Regions from separate parts of the Mus musculus genome. Here regions 2, 3, 4, 5, 6 and 7 are each linked to region 1. A link is a contact called in public ChIA-PET data. All regions are on one chromosome and are shown on one strand. The core of a region is the stretch at or near the end of the contact, and the rest is flanking DNA. Distances in the headings are between cores, read along the strand shown.

Region 1 (2,572 bases), core at 46-2,545:
CGCAAGCCGCTGAGGCGGGACAGCTCGTTGTAGGGGAGCTCCCGAAGCTGGTTGTTCTGTGGAATAAAGACAGTCACACCAAGGCCTGTCTCTTGCTCCTCAACTCAACCTGGAGGTGCAGCCCAGTGGCAGAACACTTGCTTAGCATCCACAAGGCAGGCCCTGGGTTCATCTCTAATATCTCCAGAGAGAACAGGAAGAGGAGGAGAAAAGAAGACATCCCATTCCGTGACCCCAAACAACCTTGAGGCTTGTGAGGCACTAAGCTCTTTACTGCACCACCCAGCAAACCACACGGTTACCCTGGGCCTGAAGCCACATGGGCTGCTGATTTTGAACCTGGTCTCTGACACTCCTCTAGCCTTCCCCAACACCCCATCCCCCAACAGAGGGCCTCACTCTGCAGTGAAGGATGGCCTCCTACTTGTGTCCTTAGTACTGGGGCCACTACAACAGACTCTGATCTCAGCCCCCAACACCCTTTTGCCCAAAACCATTCCAAAATACTCCTGTGACCTCCAACATCACAACTATTGACTAATTTTGTAGCCCTGGCTGTAAGTCTGTAGACCAGGCTGGCCTTGAACTCACAGAGATCTATCTGCCTTCCTCTGCATCCCCAGCGCTGGGATTAAAGGCGAATGCCACAACCATGCAGCTGAACTCAGTGTTTTGACCAAAACAACGTAAGTCCTAAGATTCTGACCCCAAACTCCACTCTCGGGACACACGATGCTTCTACCTCTGACATTGGCCTGGCTTAGCGGAACCAGAGCAAGGGCAGGTTCAGCTCTGCCATGTGGACCTCCCACATGAACCCTGCCCTATGCCTCCCTCTCAGATCCCCAGCCCTTACCTGCAAGGAGAGGTGCCTAGCAGCTCTGGTGATATTGTCTGGAAATATCCTCAGGTCCAGACCAGCACAGTCCACCGTGTCATCTCGGGGACAGGAGCAGCGCCAAGGACAGGGCCTCGGGAGGGGCTGTGAGCTGTCACCCAAGTGTGGGAAGGCAGGGTCCTCCGTGTGTGCTAACGACCACTTTAGCATCAGGAGCAGCAATAGCAGCTCTTGAGGCCTCTGGAGGAAAGCAAGGGGCCAGAAAGCCACCTGGTGAGGACCAGTGGGCAGAACCAGGCAGGGGATGGGCAGACCTGCCTTCAGACCCTCCCTGCCTAACTCACCATAGTCAGCCCTGCTGTGCCTCTCCCCAGCTTCTGTCCAGCACTCACGTCCTCCAGTGTCTGCTGTGACTACAATTGCCCTCCATCTCTCAGCACAGAGCGCGCACACACACACACATACACACACACACACACACACACACACACACACACACCCCGCGGGGCCTGAGAAGATGACTGTCCCTTTCCCCTCCCTGAAGAGGGCAGGCCGAGGGCTCATCTAGCCCATCCCTCATTCCCTGCCTGCTCCAATCACCCCAGCTCCACTTTCATAACCTCAGCCAGCCTGAGCCGAGCCACAGCCATGACGAATACTTGAGGAAAAGCTGAGAATCACCCTATCTGGTATTTGGTCTGACCACAGACAGGAATGGGGTGCCAGTGGATGGGGCAGGCGTTAGAGAGTCCCCAAGGAGATGAAGCCAGCCAGAAGGGCTCAAGGGAGGATTAGGCTTCTGTTCTCATGCCTGGCTGGCAGCCACTGCCCACTCCCCAGATAGTCATGGCTCTTGGAAGGAAATTAATGTAAGGGAGGCAGAGGCTGGTGGGTGTCCGTGAGAGCTGGGTGCTGGCCTGCCTGTCTGACCCTGGGCTATTTGCCTCAGCTTCCTTTTCCGCAACTGGTCATGGTTGTCTCACCTTCCAGGAACCTTGTAGAGTTCAGTAAGCTAATGCAACTGAGAGGACAGCATGTTGTAGGCACAGACCTGCAATCTCAGGGCTTAGGGAGACTGAGGCAGGAAGATACCGACGAAGCCAGTACTAGCTGCGTAAGAGCCTGTCTAAAAAACAAGCGACGTGTCAAATGTACATGAAAGAGGCCTCTTCCTCAAGGTCTGTCAACTCAAACACCTAGGGTGGGAGAGGTGGTTCAGTGGTTCAGAGCACTGGCTGCTCTCCCAAAGGACATGAGTTCAGTTCCCAGCGCTTATGGAATTGGGGATCCTGGGATTCAGGCAGGTAGCCCTGGCCTACAGGAAAGACAGCCAAGCTGGAGCGGAAGCCAGTCAGACAACAGGCACCAGTCAGACAGCAGGCATCAGTCAGACAGCAGGCACCAGTCAGACAGCAGGCACCAGTCAGACAGCAGGCACCAGTCAGACAGCAGGCACCAGTCAGACAGCAGGCACCAGTCAGACAGCAGGCACCAGTCAGACAGCAGGCACCAGTCAGACAGCAGGCACCAGTCAGACAGCAGGCACCAGTCAGACAGCAGGCACCAGTCAGACAGACAGCAGGCACCAGTCAGTCAGACAGCAGGCACCAGTCAGACAGCAGGCACCAGTCAGACAGCAGGCACCAGTCAGACAGCAGGCACCAGCAGACAGCAGGCACCAGTCAGACAGCAGGCACCAGTCAGACAGCAGGCACCAGTCAGACAGCAGGCACC
Region 2 (2,572 bases), core at 36-2,535, 950 kb before region 1:
TTAATCTATTTTGGGCGGTGGTGGTGCATGCCTTTAATCCCAGCACTTGGGAGGTAGAGGCAGGCAGAATTTCTGAGTTCAAGGCCAGCCTGGTCTACAGAGTGAGTTCCAGGATGGACAGCCAGGGCTATACAGAGAAACCCTGTCTCAAACAAAACAAAAACAAAAAAGACTAAAAGATGTATTTAATATATGTGAATACACTGTCCCTCTCTTCAGACACACCAGATCTGTAATGGCATCAAAAGATCCCATTACAGACGGTTCTGAGTCACCATGTGGTTGTTAAAAAGCAAACCCAAATCTTTCACAGGACCGCAAATAATCTCTGAGCCTCTTCATTTCTCTTAACTGAAAAATAACCCTTTTTTTTTTTTTCCTACTGGCCCAAGGAGGCTGGGGTTCCAGAGCTAACGTGGACCCACCATGTTGTGCTGCACGAGGTATCGAATGGTCTCCCGGATGCCTGAACTGATGAGGTTGGAAGTATAGCCCAAGAAAATGGTGCAGCCTGTAAGTGGGCGGCGGCTCTGAGTCAGGTCTGCGTGATGATCTTCATCTACAGCCAGTGGCTCCAGTTTTTTCTCAATCTGGTCATAAGGGCACAGGAAAGTTGCACTAAGACTCCAAACCTCAGTTGAGGTACCCTACCTGGCCTGGATTCCAGAGGTTGATTGCACTCAGGGAGACTACTACAAAACCAAAGCACAACCCCTGGGCAGACCCTAACCCTCCCATTCCAGGTCCAGGTCTGTCACTTGATGGTTTGAGAACCACCCAGTATCTTCAAGTCTCCTTCCACCGGGAAAATCGAACCCCGGGCTCCCCTAGCGTTAAGCTCCTCCTACAAAGCCCTTTTGGATTTTTAACTCCAAGCTCCACCCATCGCAGAACTCTAGTTTACCCGGACTCCGCCCTCTCCCGGACGCTCACGCGGAAATCCGCGCGCAGCGGCCCGGCATCCCGCCCGGGTGGCCCCGCGCCTCACCATGGCGTTGACTTGCTGCACCGCGCGCCCGAAGTTGGTAGCCTGGAAGCCGGTGGTGCGGTAGGCGTCCAGAAGCGCATGGTAATCTACGCCGCGGTTGAAGTCGTAGCCTTGGACCTGGGCGCTCTCGGGCGGCAACGCTGAGCTGTGCTTGAGCACGGCGGCCAGCGCCGAGGAGGGCGCCGCCCCTGGCGGGGTCCCTTCCATGTGCTCGCGGCCGCTCTCAGGTCTCAGCAGCCTCGGCGCCCTGAGACCCGCAAAATCCCTCAGCGAGGTCGGCCGGAGCCCAGGAAGTGCGACTCGAGAGCCTTGGGGGCGTGGGGCGACGAAACCGGAAGTCACTTGGTCTCGTGACCTTGGGCAGCGCCCGCCGTCCTGGTAGCCGCCATTTTATCCCTGTGTTCCGTACATGTGGTCCAGGAGCTGTTACTGAGCTTCAAGCATAGGGAAGTGCCTAGTTTGCAAGCTGTCTCTCTGTCCAAATATTCTTGTCCCCCATGAGCGAAGTGATTGTTTCTTGGACGGTGTCCTTGAACACGACTTAGGGCATCAGGCAAAAAAAAAAAAAAAAAAGAGTTGCAGCCTTTTGTCAAATGGAATAGTGTTTTCTTTTGATGCTTCTTCCAGTCTCCACAAACTTTGTTGCCTCCTCTTTTCCCCCTCCAGCCATAGCTCAATTTTAACTGGATCATGGGCCTCTGGGGAGGCAGGGATGACTGCCATCTATTTACCACGAGAAGCTTGCTGAGAATCTATCATGCATCCTCTTAATGATACACTGAGCCTAGGACAGGGGCACCCCTTCTTCTGGTTTGTGTAGTCTAGACTAGAAATAGTGCTCTCTGCTGGAAGCTGAGATTTAGCAATGGACAAGACCTCTGACCTCCCGGTGACCATAGTATGATGAAACAGAAAATGGTTTAGTGATTAAACCAGGCTTGGGACACACTGCAATCCAGAGGTCGAGGCAGAAGAATCTCGAGTTCCAGGCCAGGCTGAACGATAGAGAGCAGGACCCTGTCTTAACAAAAGGGACCTGTGTGGCTAGGGAAATAGATGTTAGTATGGTCCTTGCTTTTTGAAAAAGCAAGAGTGTGGATTGTATATGTGCGTTCAATTACCAGAACTCAAGGGGCTTGGGGGTTGACAATACCAGTAATTCCAGCTCTGGGGAAGCAGAGACAGGCAGATCCTTGGGATGGGGCCTGCAGAATGACTCAGTAGCCAAAGGCTTACGATAGAAGAAGAGTCTGGATTCCCATACATTCTCTTCTGACCGCCACAGCAGGCCATGCATGCACAAGGTCATAACACAGGCTTGAGGACCAGGTGAATGTCTTCTGAGAGTGACATATGAGGTTGTCCTCTGGCCTACAATCAATCAATCAATCTCTCTCTCTCTCTCTCTGAAGAGGAGGAGGAGGAGTTGGTAACCTGAGCTGAAGGAAAAGGTGATTGGTGAAAACTGCCAAGACCAGAAGACCCAGAAAATTCCTATTACATAAAGACTTCAGAGACACTATTTTTCCAACGATCCCCTTCATTTAACCAATATCTGCCATCAGTGCCCAGTACCACTACCTG
Region 3 (2,572 bases), core at 26-2,525, 900 kb before region 1:
AACTCTGTAACTGAACGGATCTTGTTTGGAGCCTGTGTTTTCAATTGTCCCTTGGGAACTTGTGTGGCCCCTAACTAGGTCTACAAAGCATATCTAACTTGATACCTCCTATTAGAATGGAAGCATCTCCAGGTTTGACATCTGTCTCTGAAGTTAATCTCTTAGCTTGAAATAAAAATACCGCTGGCAGCGGGGCGTGGTGGCGCACGCCTTTAATCCCAGCACTCAGGAGGCAGAGGCAGGCGGATTTCTGAGTTCGAGGCCAGCCTGGTCTACAAAGTGAGTTCCAGGACAGCCAGGGCTACACAAAGAAACCCTGTCTCGAAAAACCAAAAAGAAAGAAAGAAAGAAAGAAAACCGCTGGCTGCGTGCAGCTAGACACTGCCTGAGATTAGTATTTAAAGAGGCTGGAGCACTAAAATGAAGCCGAACGTATTTCCAGGCTGAGAACCTAAGACTTAATGTTTTGAGCTGCGTACTGCATGAAGGGACTAAGGACCCTTGTATTCTTTCCCAAGGACAGGGACTCGATTAAAATTGCATTTGCTGAACTTGGAGCACACCCAGAGAGAAAGCAGAGTGCCAAGCGCAATAAGAGTTTCAGAAATTAAAGTTCTTTCTACAAGGACGACTTGTTGCAGGAATCATTCCTGCCCAACATGGGAGTTCCGGGAACACAGGGGGAAAGTCTGCATACTCTGCAGCAAATGGAGTCTTTTAATCGACCCTCAGCCAAATAACCAGTTCGTTCGTAATTGGTTTGCGACAGAAACCATGTGGCTCACAACCAACTGGGTAACTGGAGGACCGGAAGAGATGTTGAGGTCCAACACAGAAAGTAAGGGGGAAATGATAATCAGGAAACTGAGCCTATGGAATCAAGAGCTACCTCTGCTCTAACTTCACGCAAAAAGCTTGGCCAGGATGTTTGCCTGGTTGCTAAGGAGAGGTTGACGCCTGCAGGGACTTGAGCGTGACTAGTGGAAGTAAGACAAGATTCATCCAATGAAAAGAGTGCCGCAAGACTCAGGGCCCAATCAGTGAAGAGCAGTAGTCTGGGTCATACCAATATGTCCGCGAGACAGGGGAATCCTTAGAAAACTACAGACAAAAGTTCACAAAGGTGAGCCCTTGACTCATAAAATGGTGAAAAGATAGCGCTCATTATCTCCAAATGTCAATGCAGGAGTAAAATAAGTCAGACTTCCAGCCTGTACAGGGCTGTGGCAGACTCATTTCCCCTGTACGTATTTAGCACGTGGTGCGCCCCGATTAATCACGTGAGCCGGGTCCAAGATGGCGGCGGGGGTGGCCGGGTGGGGGGTTGAAGCAGAAGAGTTCGAGGATGCACCTGATGTGGAGCCGCTGGAACCCACGCTTAGCAATATCATCGAGCAGCGTAGCCTTAAGTGGATCTTCGTCGGGGGCAAGGGTGGCGTTGGTAAGACCACCTGCAGGTAAGGAGACTCTAGCGGGGCCCAGAGGACGGGTGGGATGTACCACTGGACCAAAGGGAGGACAGGGACCGGCTTTCTCTTCCCGAGCGGGGCAAAGCGAACTGAGCATGGCTCTACGGGGTTGTTTCTCTCTGGAAATTACTGCAGCCTGCTGAAGATACCTCCTGAATGCAAGCCTAGCATCCTGGGTTGGATCATCTCTCTTTGGGTCTTGTGAATTCAGCGTGTGGGATGTGCAGAGGAACACGTAAATCCCGCAGCCCGCCGGACAGTACCCCCCCCACCCTCCCCCAGGGAGTTCAGAGTAGAGGGAGCGACACTAAGGCAAGCTGTCTTAGTATAACAGACTTCTATTTGATGCCAGAGAGGGAAGAAGTAAAACGGAGTGGAAAGGGCACGTGATTATGGTGCCTCGGTTCGTTGAGAGGTGAAGTACATTGTCCTGAACAAGTAGAGGGAGGGAGGGAAAGCATTCTGCCTGCTGGACAGCTGGTTTGTGCCACTGAGTGCCAAAAAGGGAGGGGAAAAAAAAGCAGAAACAGGCATTCAAAAAGATCCTATCAGTCAGCTGAATATTGCACACCAGTCCTATCGGAATCGAAGTCAGGTGGTGATTTCTTCAAGGATTAAGTAAGGCTTGATCTCACTGGGACCTATACATTGGTCATAAGGTCCTTGCAGATCCAGGTTTCTGTGGCCTGACCTTGCAGATCCTGCTACAAACACCACTACCAAAACTGACTCCTCACTCCTCATCTTCTCACGTTTCTTTTTCGCAGCTGCAGCCTGGCAGTCCAGCTGTCGAAGGGACGTGAGAGTGTTCTGATCATTTCCACAGACCCAGCTCACAACATCTCAGATGCTTTTGACCAGAAGTTCTCCAAGGTGCCTACCAAGGTCAAAGGCTATGACAACCTCTTTGCTATGGTAAGTAAAGCTGGCCTCAGCTCTGCCTGAGGTCCCCATAAGGCAGATCTTGTTTTAGTGACAGGTGTTTTACCCAGAGTGCATTCTTGGTACCCATGGAGGCCAGATGAGGGCATCAGATCCCCTGGGACTGGACTTACAGATGGCTGTGAGCCACCATCTGGGTGCTGGGAATCCAGCCCAGATCC
Region 4 (2,572 bases), core at 34-2,533, 850 kb before region 1:
CCTCGGCTGCCAGGCTTATTAGTCGCCGATGGTTGCAGGCTGAACCATTTCTAGATGGGGGAGATCAGACTATGACTAGAAGCGTCTGTAGCTGGGTTGTGACTTCCCCAAGGGTCGCTTGCCGAGGTTCCTCTTCCCAGGCGCAGAATTTGGCAGGCCCAGGGTAGGGTGCACCATCCCCTAGGCTCACAATGACGAGACAGGGCCGGGCTCTTTCCCCCTCGGGGCTGTTGCCACACTTCCTGCCTCGGCTCTCTTTCCCTAGCCTGTTTCTAAGGAAGGGAGTGGGGTTGGGCGACCGCACCCCAGCTATCCCGCCCCATCGGCCCTCCAAAAGCTGACAGGATATCGGGCGAGCCCCGGGTGACTAAGGGAGGGCTTTGGGCTGAGGTACTGGGCATGTCAGTGCCCTAGGGACCACCTACGAGGTACAGCCTCATTCGTACAAGTCCTGGTCTCTGGGATCCTCCGAGTCATCTTCTCAGGAAGATCTCAGATACCCTCCTGTCATTGCCTTCATAGCTCGGAAGGAAGCTATGTCGTGACCATTTTAATTCTCTGCCAGAGTTCTGCAAATATCCACAATGACCCCAACCTTTGCTAGATATGTTCCCATCTTTCTACTCCGATTACCTCAGCGTCCCCAGGACCTTTGTTCTGAATATCTAAATTGACCTCCCCAAAATTCCTTCCCTTTTCCACTTATGGGGAAACCCTCAGACTCATCTATGGACTCTAGAGCCCCTACTCATTTCTTGTACAATAGGTACCTGAGCCCTGTTGTGTCTTGGCCCTTTCCTCCCAACTGACAATTCCAGTTCTTTAAGCACTTTGTACCCGGGACCTCTGGTTAATTCCTAGGCCAAATGTTAACAATTGCCCCTGTTTTGTATCTTCTCTGTTTTCTGGGGTCTTCTACTGTATTGTCAGTTCACAAGCCACAGCTACCCTGGGTCCCACGAGACTTTTCCGGGGATATCCTAAGGTATCCAATCTCCACTTGCAGTGTATCTCATAAGCACCTGGCTGTACTCCCGCAGTTCTAGCCCCTATGTGCCTCGGCCCCTCAACATCCCTTTGCTTGTGTGTCTCTGTCTCCACAGCCCCTCCCCCTGCAGCCGCGCAGAGCCACCCGGCTCGTGGCCGCTGTTTACAAGGACACGCGCTTCCTGACAGTGACGCGAGCCGCCTCCTCCCCTTCCCCACGCTCTAGGAGGGGGCCGCGGGGGCCTGGCTCCCGCGTCGGCCAATCGGAGTGCACTTCCGCAGCTGACAAATTCAGTATAAAAGCTTGGGGCTGGGGCCGAGCACTGGGGACTTTGAGGGTGGCCAGGCCAGCGTAGGATCCTGCTGGGAGCGGGGAACTGAGGGAAGCGACGCCGAGAAAGCAGGCGCACCACGGAGGGAGAGAAAATCTCCGGAAGCCCAGCAGCGCCTTTACGCACAGCTGCCAACTGGCCGCTGCTGACCGTCTCCAGCTCCCGAGGACGCGCGACCGGACACCGGGTCCTGCCACAGCCGAGGACAGCTCGCCGCTCGCCGCAGCGAGGCCCGGGGCGGCCCTTCAGGGGGACCTTTCCCAGATCGCCCAGGCCGCCCGGATGTGCACGAAAATGGAACAGCCTTTCTATCACGACGACTCTTACGCAGCGGCGGGATACGGTCGGAGCCCTGGCAGCCTGTCTCTACACGACTACAAACTCCTGAAACCCACCTTGGCGCTCAACCTGGCGGATCCCTATCGGGGTCTCAAGGGTCCTGGGGCGCGGGGTCCAGGCCCGGAGGGCAGTGGGGCAGGCAGCTACTTTTCGGGTCAGGGATCAGACACAGGCGCATCTCTGAAGCTAGCCTCCACGGAACTGGAGCGCTTGATCGTCCCCAACAGCAACGGCGTGATCACGACGACGCCCACGCCTCCGGGACAGTACTTTTACCCCCGTGGGGGTGGCAGCGGTGGAGGTACAGGGGGCGGCGTCACCGAGGAGCAGGAGGGCTTTGCGGACGGTTTTGTCAAAGCCCTGGACGACCTGCACAAGATGAACCACGTGACGCCCCCCAACGTGTCCCTGGGCGCCAGCGGGGGTCCCCAGGCCGGCCCAGGGGGCGTCTATGCTGGTCCGGAGCCGCCTCCCGTCTACACCAACCTCAGCAGTTACTCCCCAGCCTCTGCACCCTCTGGAGGCTCCGGGACCGCCGTCGGGACTGGGAGCTCATACCCGACGGCCACCATCAGCTACCTCCCACATGCACCACCCTTTGCGGGCGGCCACCCGGCACAGCTGGGCTTGAGTCGCGGCGCTTCCGCCTTTAAAGAGGAACCGCAGACCGTACCGGAGGCACGCAGCCGCGACGCCACGCCGCCTGTGTCCCCCATCAACATGGAAGACCAGGAGCGCATCAAAGTGGAGCGAAAGCGGCTGCGGAACAGGCTGGCGGCCACCAAGTGCCGGAAGCGGAAGCTGGAGCGCATCGCGCGCCTGGAGGACAAGGTGAAGACACTCAAGGCTGAGAACGCGGGGCTGTCGAGTGCTGCCGGTCTCCTACGGGAGCAAGTGGCGCAGCTCAAGCAGAA
Region 5 (2,572 bases), core at 47-2,546, 780 kb before region 1:
GCGCCGTGGGACCAGCAGAAGGCGCCGCGAGCCCGCGAAAGAGCTGGAAGTGGCCTTGGTACTGTGGCGCGGGGTACAGCGCGGGGTATCCCGACAGCAGCCCATAGGGGGCGCCTGGAGCTGCGGGCACCGCAAGCCCCGCCCGCGGGAAGAAGCCCCCTACGGAGCCCGCTCGCGAGTCGGAGTACGAGGGCTGAGCCTTGGGAGCGAGTCCCGGGGCCAGGGCAGGGGCCACGAAGGGTTCAGGGGCTGGGGGTCTCGGAGTCGGGTGCGCCCAGCTTGTGTGCTCCTCGGAGCCCAAAGGCCCAGTCACCAACCCTGGGCCACCCGCATAGGCGCCCAGAGACTCAGGCGGCTCGAACTGTGCCACTGGCCCCACGCTGGGCGCCAGGGCACAGGTCCGGGAAGTGCCGGGAGACTCGGAACCTGGAAAGTTTGTAAGGAAAAGATCCGGGTCCCACGCACAGGTCACGTCCCTCTCATCGTCCTCTCCGGAAGGGTCCTCCGATTTCAGACTCACGTGATGGGACGGCCCCGTGGGATTCGGGGGCCCCGGCCCCAAATCCTGCGTCTCCTCAGACCGCCACCACTGCGGGAGGGAGCGTACTGCTTGAATGGTAGGCACTGGGTACCTGGCCCTCAAACAACCCTGGCTGGAAACACCGTTGGTGCCTGTCATTTACCCACACGGTTCCCCTAACCCCTTTCTCAGCTCCAGACAACTCCATTAGGTCTTGCTAGAGACAGCTAAGACACTTACCAAGAATAGTATTCAGGATGGGAGAAGGGGTTGCAGAGTTCTGAGTCAAAGGGGACAGCTTCGACTCCGTTTTCCCTAGCCTTTCCCTGTCTTCACATAGCCCAGAAAATTACAGCTCAAAGCCTGGAAATCCCAGGACACCTTTATCTGGACCTTTGTCTCTATGAGCCTAGTCTCTTAAGATATAGAGCTTAGAATTCTGCTTCCTGTTGGAGAAATAGGCCTCACCTTGATCTCAGACCCCTAGAACATCTCCCCCAAACAAGGCTCAGAGGCTCTCCCACTCCTCCACCCCCAAAAAACAGAGCAGAGGATATTAAAGTAAGATAGACGCCCCACCCCTAAGCACTATGCCCTATGCAAGACCACCTGCCCCCTCCCACACACTCACACTGGCCCCACCTTGAGGAAGTCCTCCTGGGTGTCCAGGAACTGTCCCAGGGTGGTGAGTGTACTGATGGAGGGTAAGACAGTCTCAGCTGAGGCCATGGCTGGCTGGTGTCCACCCTGGACCTCAGGCCTCCTCTCTCTCTTCTGCCTCATGGGCTATGAGGCTAGGAAAGTTTCTTGGAGGGCTCCTGTCTGCCCACATCTGATTGGCTGTCTTCCCTGATAAGACCCAGGCAAAGCAAAACGGCAAAGGAGGGGTGTGTGCGATATGTGTGTGGTGTGCTTCTTTTTTTTTTTTTTTAAGGTTTTCGAAACAGGGTTTCTCTGTGTAACTGAGCCCTGGCTGTCCTGGACTGGCTTATGTAGACCAGGCTGGCCTAGAACTCACAGACATCTGCCTACCTCTGTCTCCTGAGTGCTGGGATTAAAGTTGTGATGTGTCACTTTCAAGGAATAGACCTCACCCTGGCCTGTTTTCAAACTGGTCCCTGAAAACCAACCCTGTATGTAAAGTCAATCAGATGTCAAGGAATAGGGGCTTCAAAGTTTTAGGATTCAGGTTGGGTAAAGAAAAGTCCTGGTCGCTGCTCCCCACCCCCACCCCACCTCCCACAGGACTGAGAAGACCCCTCTGGTTTGGTTTCAAGTCTCTCTCCAAGGAGTGGACCAGGAAGGATAGATTTCTTGGGAAAGGTCTTTGGGACCCTTTGACCCCCATGGAGACCACTGCAGTCCTTACTCTCCCAGACAACAGCAGCAACGGTGCTAGTGGCGGGCCTTGGCACCGGCTCCCTTTCAGGCATTATCAGACACACCAGATGTTTCAGGCCGCTATCAGGTAGGGGGCCCAGAACAACCATAGCTCTGTTCCTCCTTGAGCAGAAGAGCTGGGGGTTGGTGCCACAAATTATTTTAGCTTTGAATTGCTCTGTTGTGTTGAGGTCTGAGCTGTTTAGCAAAAGGAGTCCCCTCAAATCAGCCCACTCTGGGGCTCTGAGGACCCTCACTGGCTACTGCATGGAGCTGAAGGGGATGGCTAGGAAGTTTACAGTGTGGTGGGCTAGGACCCATAGATGGAGCTGCAGCTAGTATGCCGTTCAGAAGAGCTCAGCCCTGACTCTGCCTAACGGCTCATTGTGTGCGGGACCCCATGATAGATGGCCTGCTATTCCCATACTTCTATTCTGGTGCCCTATGAGTCAGGGTAGGGAAATGGGGTGTCACGGGTACAATAATATCACACATACACCATCATTGCTCGGTGTCCATAGGGGACATCAGATCCATTATAGAAAATGGTACCTAGTCAGGCATGGTAGTGATGCCTTTAATCCCAGCACTTGGAAAGCAGAGGCTGGTGGATCTCTATGAATTTGAAAGGTCTGTTTGGTCTACATAATAAGTTCCAGGACAACCAGGGCT
Region 6 (2,572 bases), core at 49-2,548, 710 kb before region 1:
GGGAGAGTAGCCATCAGGTCTTGATCCTAAACTCATAGACGTGTAAGTTTTGATTCTAGCACAGACCTCATTGACAGACTGACTAGAATTTAGTGAATTCAAATATTAGCCATCTTGGTTAAAAGTGGGATGGATCTGTTGGACTGACACCTAGGAAAGCTGAGCAAAGTTCACAGTAGTGGGGTGCATGCTGGTAGATAATAGTCAAAGGGACTGACTGAGCTCAGGGACAGTGATCTACTTTCCCCAAGGGCCCATGGTTCTAGGACTGAGCTGATAAAGATAGATTCCAGGATTGGGTTATGTAGTTCAGTTGGACACTTAGCTAGCATGGCCTGGGTTCCATCCCCACCACAAGGAAAAGAAGAGACTCATTGTTGAGTCTCAAGGCTGCCTTTTATACTCTAGTGTAGTAGGTTGAAGAATGGGCAGGAGGAAGCCTGTGTTCTTCACAAGAAAGTTGTGATCTAGCTTTCAATTCTGGAGTCTAGACTCAAGTGAAGGGAGGGAGGCAGGCCTTGGTTAATTGCCTGATCATTGGTGTGGATAGAAACACTGGGCAAAGCAAGCATCTAAGAGGATGGTGATGTTAGTTCTGTTTGAGAGTCCCTTAAATCACCCTGATGAACTGCCCTATCCTGAGTCTGACATTTTCATTACTTTTTGGTATGTGAGGGTGGTCTAAAGCTTCATGAATACTACCCCTTCCCCCCACGAAAAATGTAGGTACCTTAAGAGTTGGTGTAAGTAAGGAAAATTTATGGAGGGGAGAATTACATATTTAATATAAAAGAACCTTGAAAATGTTTGGATGAATAGGTAGGTCATTGCAGGATTACAAAGATGTGGGGAACTCATGAACTAGAAGTGTAAATTTATTCCAAAAATTAAGATGGTCCTTGAAAATGGGGTCACATAGTTGCCCTCCTCTACATTGATTGATGGTAACTTCTAGGCAGTCCTCTGCTAAGATTCCTTTTATTTTGACCAGATCCAAATTGGGTCACTTGAAATAGGCAGAATGTATGAAAAATAACTTAGGAGCAGAAATCTACAACAAACACCTTAAAAACTTTAAAAGTCCTTAGGAGCCATTTTGTGGGTATAATGACATCACTGTTAGCAGAAATGATGTCACCAAGACAGCGGAATGCTGGTGCACACAGCAAAAGCTCACAAAGCTAAGATTGCGCATGTCTAAGGTAAGGTGCAGCCGCGCATGCTCTAGAGGTCGAGGAGGGTGTCACCGGCGCTGACGATCGGCGGGCGCTGCACACTTGCCCCGGAAGTGCTTGGCGCGGCGCGGCTGGGCGCTAAGATGGCGGCGGCGTGAGTTGCATGTAGTACGAGGATCCCGGGGCTGCCGCATTGCTCCGGCCCCGCCATGGCCGTCACCATCACCCTTAAAACGTTGCAGCAGCAGACCTTCAAGATCCGCATGGAACCTGACGAGACGGTGCGGGCCGGAGCCCGGGGGCGGGAGCGACCGGGTGCCGGGGTGGGTGGGGGCAGGGATGCCGGGATCCAACGGGAGGGGCGGAGAGGACGCCGTGGCCAGGCCCTGCCCTCCCCCAGCAGCCCGACCTCCTCGGATCCCCCCGATCGGCCCTGCCCTGCCCCGGCGGCTCGGGCGCTGTTCCCGGGCCAGTCCCTGGGAGTTCCCAGGTCTGGCTCCCGTGTCAGCTGCGGGCTCCGCGTTCCCAGCCTGCAAGCTGCTCAGGTGGCACAGTTTGCCCTCAGTGCCAACGAGGTGCCGACTGGTGACTACAATGATGATAATAATAAATGGTCTTAATCTTAATAGTTTTGGTGGTCCGTCTTTGTTGGCCGTTTATTCTTTACCAGTTTATTCTTTACCAGAGTATTAGTGTCATCTTGCTGAGTCTGCAAAACAGTGTTGTCGTTTGGGGACTCCTGACTTTCCCCTTTTGACAACCACGGAGTTAAGGAACTTTGCCACGGTCACAGCCAATAATGACAGTGACAAGATTTTTTTTTTTCTCCATTTCACATAACAGCAGCCTAAACATGCTGTATGAACTTTTGTTTGGTTTTGCTTTTTGAGAGTGGAGTCTAGTCTTGTTCTTCTGGGCTCATGTGAACCTTCTTTACTTAACCTCCAAGTAACTGATATTGCTGTCTTGGGCCACCTCCCCTAAACCTTCTCAAAACATAGGTTGAAGCCATTGGTGTACCCTCAGTGAAGTCTAAGCTTGGTAGTCATGTTCATAATCTCTGAGCAGAGATTACCTGGAGTTCTAGGCCAGCCTGGGCTATGATGTTTTAGGCAAGCCTGGAGTTGAGTACAGAATAAAATCCTGTTCCAAAAATGGAGGGAAGAAAGATGACCTCAGTAAGTACAGAAAAGTTACTGTTTGAGGCCAGCGATGGATACACCGTTTCATTTTCTTATTACTGTTTCCCCTCCTAACCACATCCCATTGGAAATACAAGTTTGCTTTTCTTCTCACATCAGTGTCTTCTTCATGAGAACACTGACTTGTGTTTGTTCTGTTCCACAGGCCTCTGTAAAACAAGTTGTAAAACAGGTTGGGGATGGAGCTTTTGAATA
Region 7 (2,572 bases), core at 31-2,530, 700 kb before region 1:
CCTGGCAGCCACGTGGAGCAAAGGAGAAAGTGGGAGGTGAGGTGAGTGCGCTCATCCAAAAAGAAGTGAGGTGGAAGTGAGAAGTGGGGGATTCTGGCAGAGAAAACGTCAAGGCCGCTGCAATGCTTGGGCTGCAGCCTTTGTCGGTATAGGACTGGAGTTGGCTGGAGGTTCTTCAGAAAGGATGTTTGAGGAACAGCAGGCTGGAAGCTAGTGTCCCAGGGTGTAGCGGCCGCTAGATGGCGAGCGCGCCGCGGGAAGGACCCAGGCAGCAGCTTCTCACGCTCCTGCCGCCATGCCTTGCTCCTCCTCACCTGGGTGTGAGATGCACCGACAAGGGCCGTGTCCGACCCCCACAGGCGCCTTGAGAACCCAAAGTCTGGGATGCAATCTCACGTCTTCTGTGTACTTCCCACCACTCTGTTCCCATCGCTTGTATCAGCATCTCAGGTCTCTGCAAAAGTGTCACCTTCTTGGGGGTGGGGGTGGGGGGGGGTCTTCCCTGACGGCCCAGGTATCAGAAACCGGTACCTTGATCCCTCTGAAATTCATTTCATCCTATTGTTTTATTTTTCCTTTGGAACAAGATCGCTCTTTAGCCAAGGCTGCCCTTAAACTCTGGATCCTCCTGCCGGTGCTTTTTATGTGCTGGGATGACAGATATGGGAGTTGTGGCCCATACCTGCAGTCTCTGTACTCAGGAGACTGAAGTGGATGAAGCTCAAGATAATGGCCAATCTGAGCTACATAATACAGAGGTCTTGTCTCCACCCCACCCAGTAATACAGTAGTAGCAGTCAGGTTAATTCATTGTCGTTTGGGTACAGGAGTGCTGCAGAGCTGTTTATAATTCATAAAGGTTTCTTCCTCAGAACAGGGGGAAAAAGTTATGGGTTCATGAGACAAATGAGCATGAGTATGTGTGTTTCAGGTCTCTCTGAGTCCTCAACACAACCTCTGAGGTTGTATCTGATGCTGTTGCCAGTATCCTGTTACAGAGAAGGGATGAAGCCCAAGGTGGTTAATGACCTTGCATGAAGGTGCACAGCCAAGAAACTTCAGGGCAGCACCGAAGGGTGTGATGTCACTAAGTGGATGAATAGGGGTCTGAGGGTTCAAAAGACCCCTTAGCTGCTGTCCCCTGGGCCTGCCTACCTTGATTCTCATGGTCCCCATGGAGCAGGCTCAGCCCCCCCAGGGACTCTCAGCAGGCTGGGAGGAGCTGTGGGATTGGCCAGGTCAGCTTCCCTTCCTTCCCTGCTGTGAGCTCCCAGAAAACAACTCTCAAGCTGCTCTCCAGGGAACAGTGATAAAAAGCAGACCTCTGAGGGCCCGCACTCCACACACTAGACAGCAGGGCCCACTGCGAAGGACCCTGAGCCCATTTTAAGACAAACAGACAAACGACTGCACAGCCAAGTGATGTTCCGTAGCCAGTTCACCACGCTGCTGGGTCTGTTCAGTGGGGCCTGGCTACCCACAGGCTCAGGGAGGCCTGGGGCCCCAGCGACCCCTGTTCAGTCCGGGACTGCTATCAATCAGAGCTGGACTCTGGATCCCCTGGTGCCCATCTCTGCCCTGGGTAGCTGGGAGGCCTTCCTGGGCCTGCAGAACAAACAGCAGGGGACAGGTGAGCTGCAGGGAGGAGGGCAGAGAGTAGCTGCTGGTGTGCCTTTGCCCTTGGCTCCTCAAGAAGTGCTTCAGGAGACTTGTAAAGCTCTGTCCTTTGTTCAGGTGAGTCTGTAGTGGTGGTGGTTGTGTCCATGGTGGTGGTGGTGGTGTCATCTTTGGTAATGATGGGGTCTGTGGTGGTAGCAGTAGTGGGGGGCACTCTCAGCAGTGTTCAGAGCACAGGTCCTATGGCCAGGCAGATTTGCAATTAAGTCTCAAGTCCTGAAGCTAAGTGCCTATAAACTTTAGGTTTCTTCCTTATCAAACAGGGCAAGTGGTTTTCCACTTCTGCCACTGTGGTTGCCTTTGTTTTCATTTCTCAAGTCTGATTTTTTTCTTTGTTGTTTTTTTTTGTTTGTTTTTGTTTGTTTTGTTTTTGAGACAGGAATTCCTGCAGCCCACCCTGACTTCTATGTAACTAAAGTGCTCTCAGGGCTGAAACTATGTAGCTAAAAAGGATTTTAAGATTCCACTTCTCGCACATGCCTTTAATCCCAGCACTCCTCTGCATACACACATACTCATGTGCCCACAGATATGTGCCATTACCTAGCAGTGGTGGCACATGCTTTTAATCCAAGCACTTGGGAGGCAGAGGCAGGCGGATTTCTGAGTTCAAGGCCAGCCTGGTCTACAAAGTGAGTTTCAGGACAGCCAGGGCTACAGAGAAACCCTGTCTCGAAAAACCAAAAATAAATAAATAAATAATTCCACTTCTCTTAGCCTGGTCCACCGAGTGAGTTCCAGGGCAGCCAGGGTGGCACAGAGAATCTTTGTCTGGAAAACCAACACAAACAAAGGAAGACAGCAACGACAGAAGATCCCACCCCTGACCTCACCTTCTGTGTGCAGCCGCACCTGGTTTACAGAACCTAGGGCTTCATGCGTGTGAGGCAAGCTC

Evidence for each region. ChIA-PET counts read pairs in DNA pulled down with a chosen protein or histone mark.
Region 2: a contact with region 1 is called in an RNA polymerase II ChIA-PET map of memory CD8 T cells, with 32 read pairs. The contact joins the promoter of Dhps here to the promoter of Podnl1 in region 1. A contact is called at or near these places in 2 of 115 datasets of contacts at active chromatin or transcription factors (effector CD8 T cells and memory CD8 T cells).
Region 3: an RNA polymerase II ChIA-PET map of memory CD8 T cells shows a contact between it and region 1, with 148 read pairs. The contact joins the promoter of Get3 here to the promoter of Podnl1 in region 1. A contact is called at or near these places in 2 of 39 promoter capture datasets (liver and maxillary cranial neural crest) and 2 of 115 datasets of contacts at active chromatin or transcription factors (bone marrow-derived macrophages and memory CD8 T cells).
Region 4: an RNA polymerase II ChIA-PET map of memory CD8 T cells shows a contact between it and region 1, with 348 read pairs. The contact joins the promoter of Junb here to the promoter of Podnl1 in region 1. A contact is called at or near these places in 3 of 115 datasets of contacts at active chromatin or transcription factors (bone marrow-derived macrophages, effector CD8 T cells and memory CD8 T cells).
Region 5: a contact with region 1 is called in an RNA polymerase II ChIA-PET map of memory CD8 T cells, with 41 read pairs. The contact joins the promoter of Klf1 here to the promoter of Podnl1 in region 1. A contact is called at or near these places in 2 of 115 datasets of contacts at active chromatin or transcription factors (bone marrow-derived macrophages and memory CD8 T cells).
Region 6: an RNA polymerase II ChIA-PET map of effector CD8 T cells shows a contact between it and region 1, with 12 read pairs. The contact joins the promoter of Rad23a here to the promoter of Podnl1 in region 1. A contact is called at or near these places in 7 of 39 promoter capture datasets (the 3T3-L1 cell line, cranial neural crest, hippocampal neurons and 3 more) and 4 of 115 datasets of contacts at active chromatin or transcription factors (the SCID.adh cell line, bone marrow-derived macrophages, effector CD8 T cells and 1 more).
Region 7: a contact with region 1 is called in an RNA polymerase II ChIA-PET map of memory CD8 T cells, with 179 read pairs. The contact joins the promoter of Dand5 here to the promoter of Podnl1 in region 1. A contact is called at or near these places in 4 of 39 promoter capture datasets (cranial neural crest, liver and neutrophils) and 1 of 115 datasets of contacts at active chromatin or transcription factors (memory CD8 T cells).

The regions. Positions count from the first base shown.
Region 1 is chr8:84,124,712-84,127,283 of GRCm38.p6, reverse strand. It overlaps Podnl1 (podocan-like 1), which reads right to left and starts at 1,295. Exons shown (of 10, transcript NM_001013384.2): 1 at 1,183-1,295; 2 at 857-1,078; 3 at 1-56. The coding sequence starts at 1,185.
Region 2 is chr8:85,070,470-85,073,041 of GRCm38.p6, reverse strand. It overlaps Dhps (deoxyhypusine synthase), which reads right to left and starts at 1,285. Exons shown (of 9, transcript NM_001039514.1): 1 at 989-1,285; 2 at 426-590. The coding sequence starts at 1,195.
Region 3 is chr8:85,023,990-85,026,561 of GRCm38.p6, reverse strand. Get3 (guided entry of tail-anchored proteins factor 3, ATPase) reads left to right here and starts at 1,275. Exons shown (of 7, transcript NM_019652.2): 1 at 1,275-1,457; 2 at 2,237-2,384. The coding sequence starts at 1,297.
Region 4 is chr8:84,977,459-84,980,030 of GRCm38.p6, reverse strand. Junb (jun B proto-oncogene) reads left to right here and starts at 1,283. Exons shown (of 1, transcript NM_008416.3): 1 at 1,283-2,572. The coding sequence starts at 1,602.
Region 5 is chr8:84,900,706-84,903,277 of GRCm38.p6, reverse strand. It overlaps Klf1 (Kruppel-like factor 1 (erythroid)), which reads right to left and starts at 1,296. Exons shown (of 3, transcript NM_010635.3): 1 at 1,163-1,296; 2 at 1-589. The coding sequence starts at 1,249.
Region 6 is chr8:84,839,378-84,841,949 of GRCm38.p6, reverse strand. Rad23a (RAD23 homolog A, nucleotide excision repair protein) reads left to right here and starts at 1,298. Exons shown (of 9, transcript NM_001297606.2): 1 at 1,298-1,456. The coding sequence starts at 1,385.
Region 7 is chr8:84,821,531-84,824,102 of GRCm38.p6, reverse strand. Dand5 (DAN domain family member 5, BMP antagonist) reads left to right here and starts at 1,280. Exons shown (of 2, transcript NM_201227.3): 1 at 1,280-1,734. The coding sequence starts at 1,423.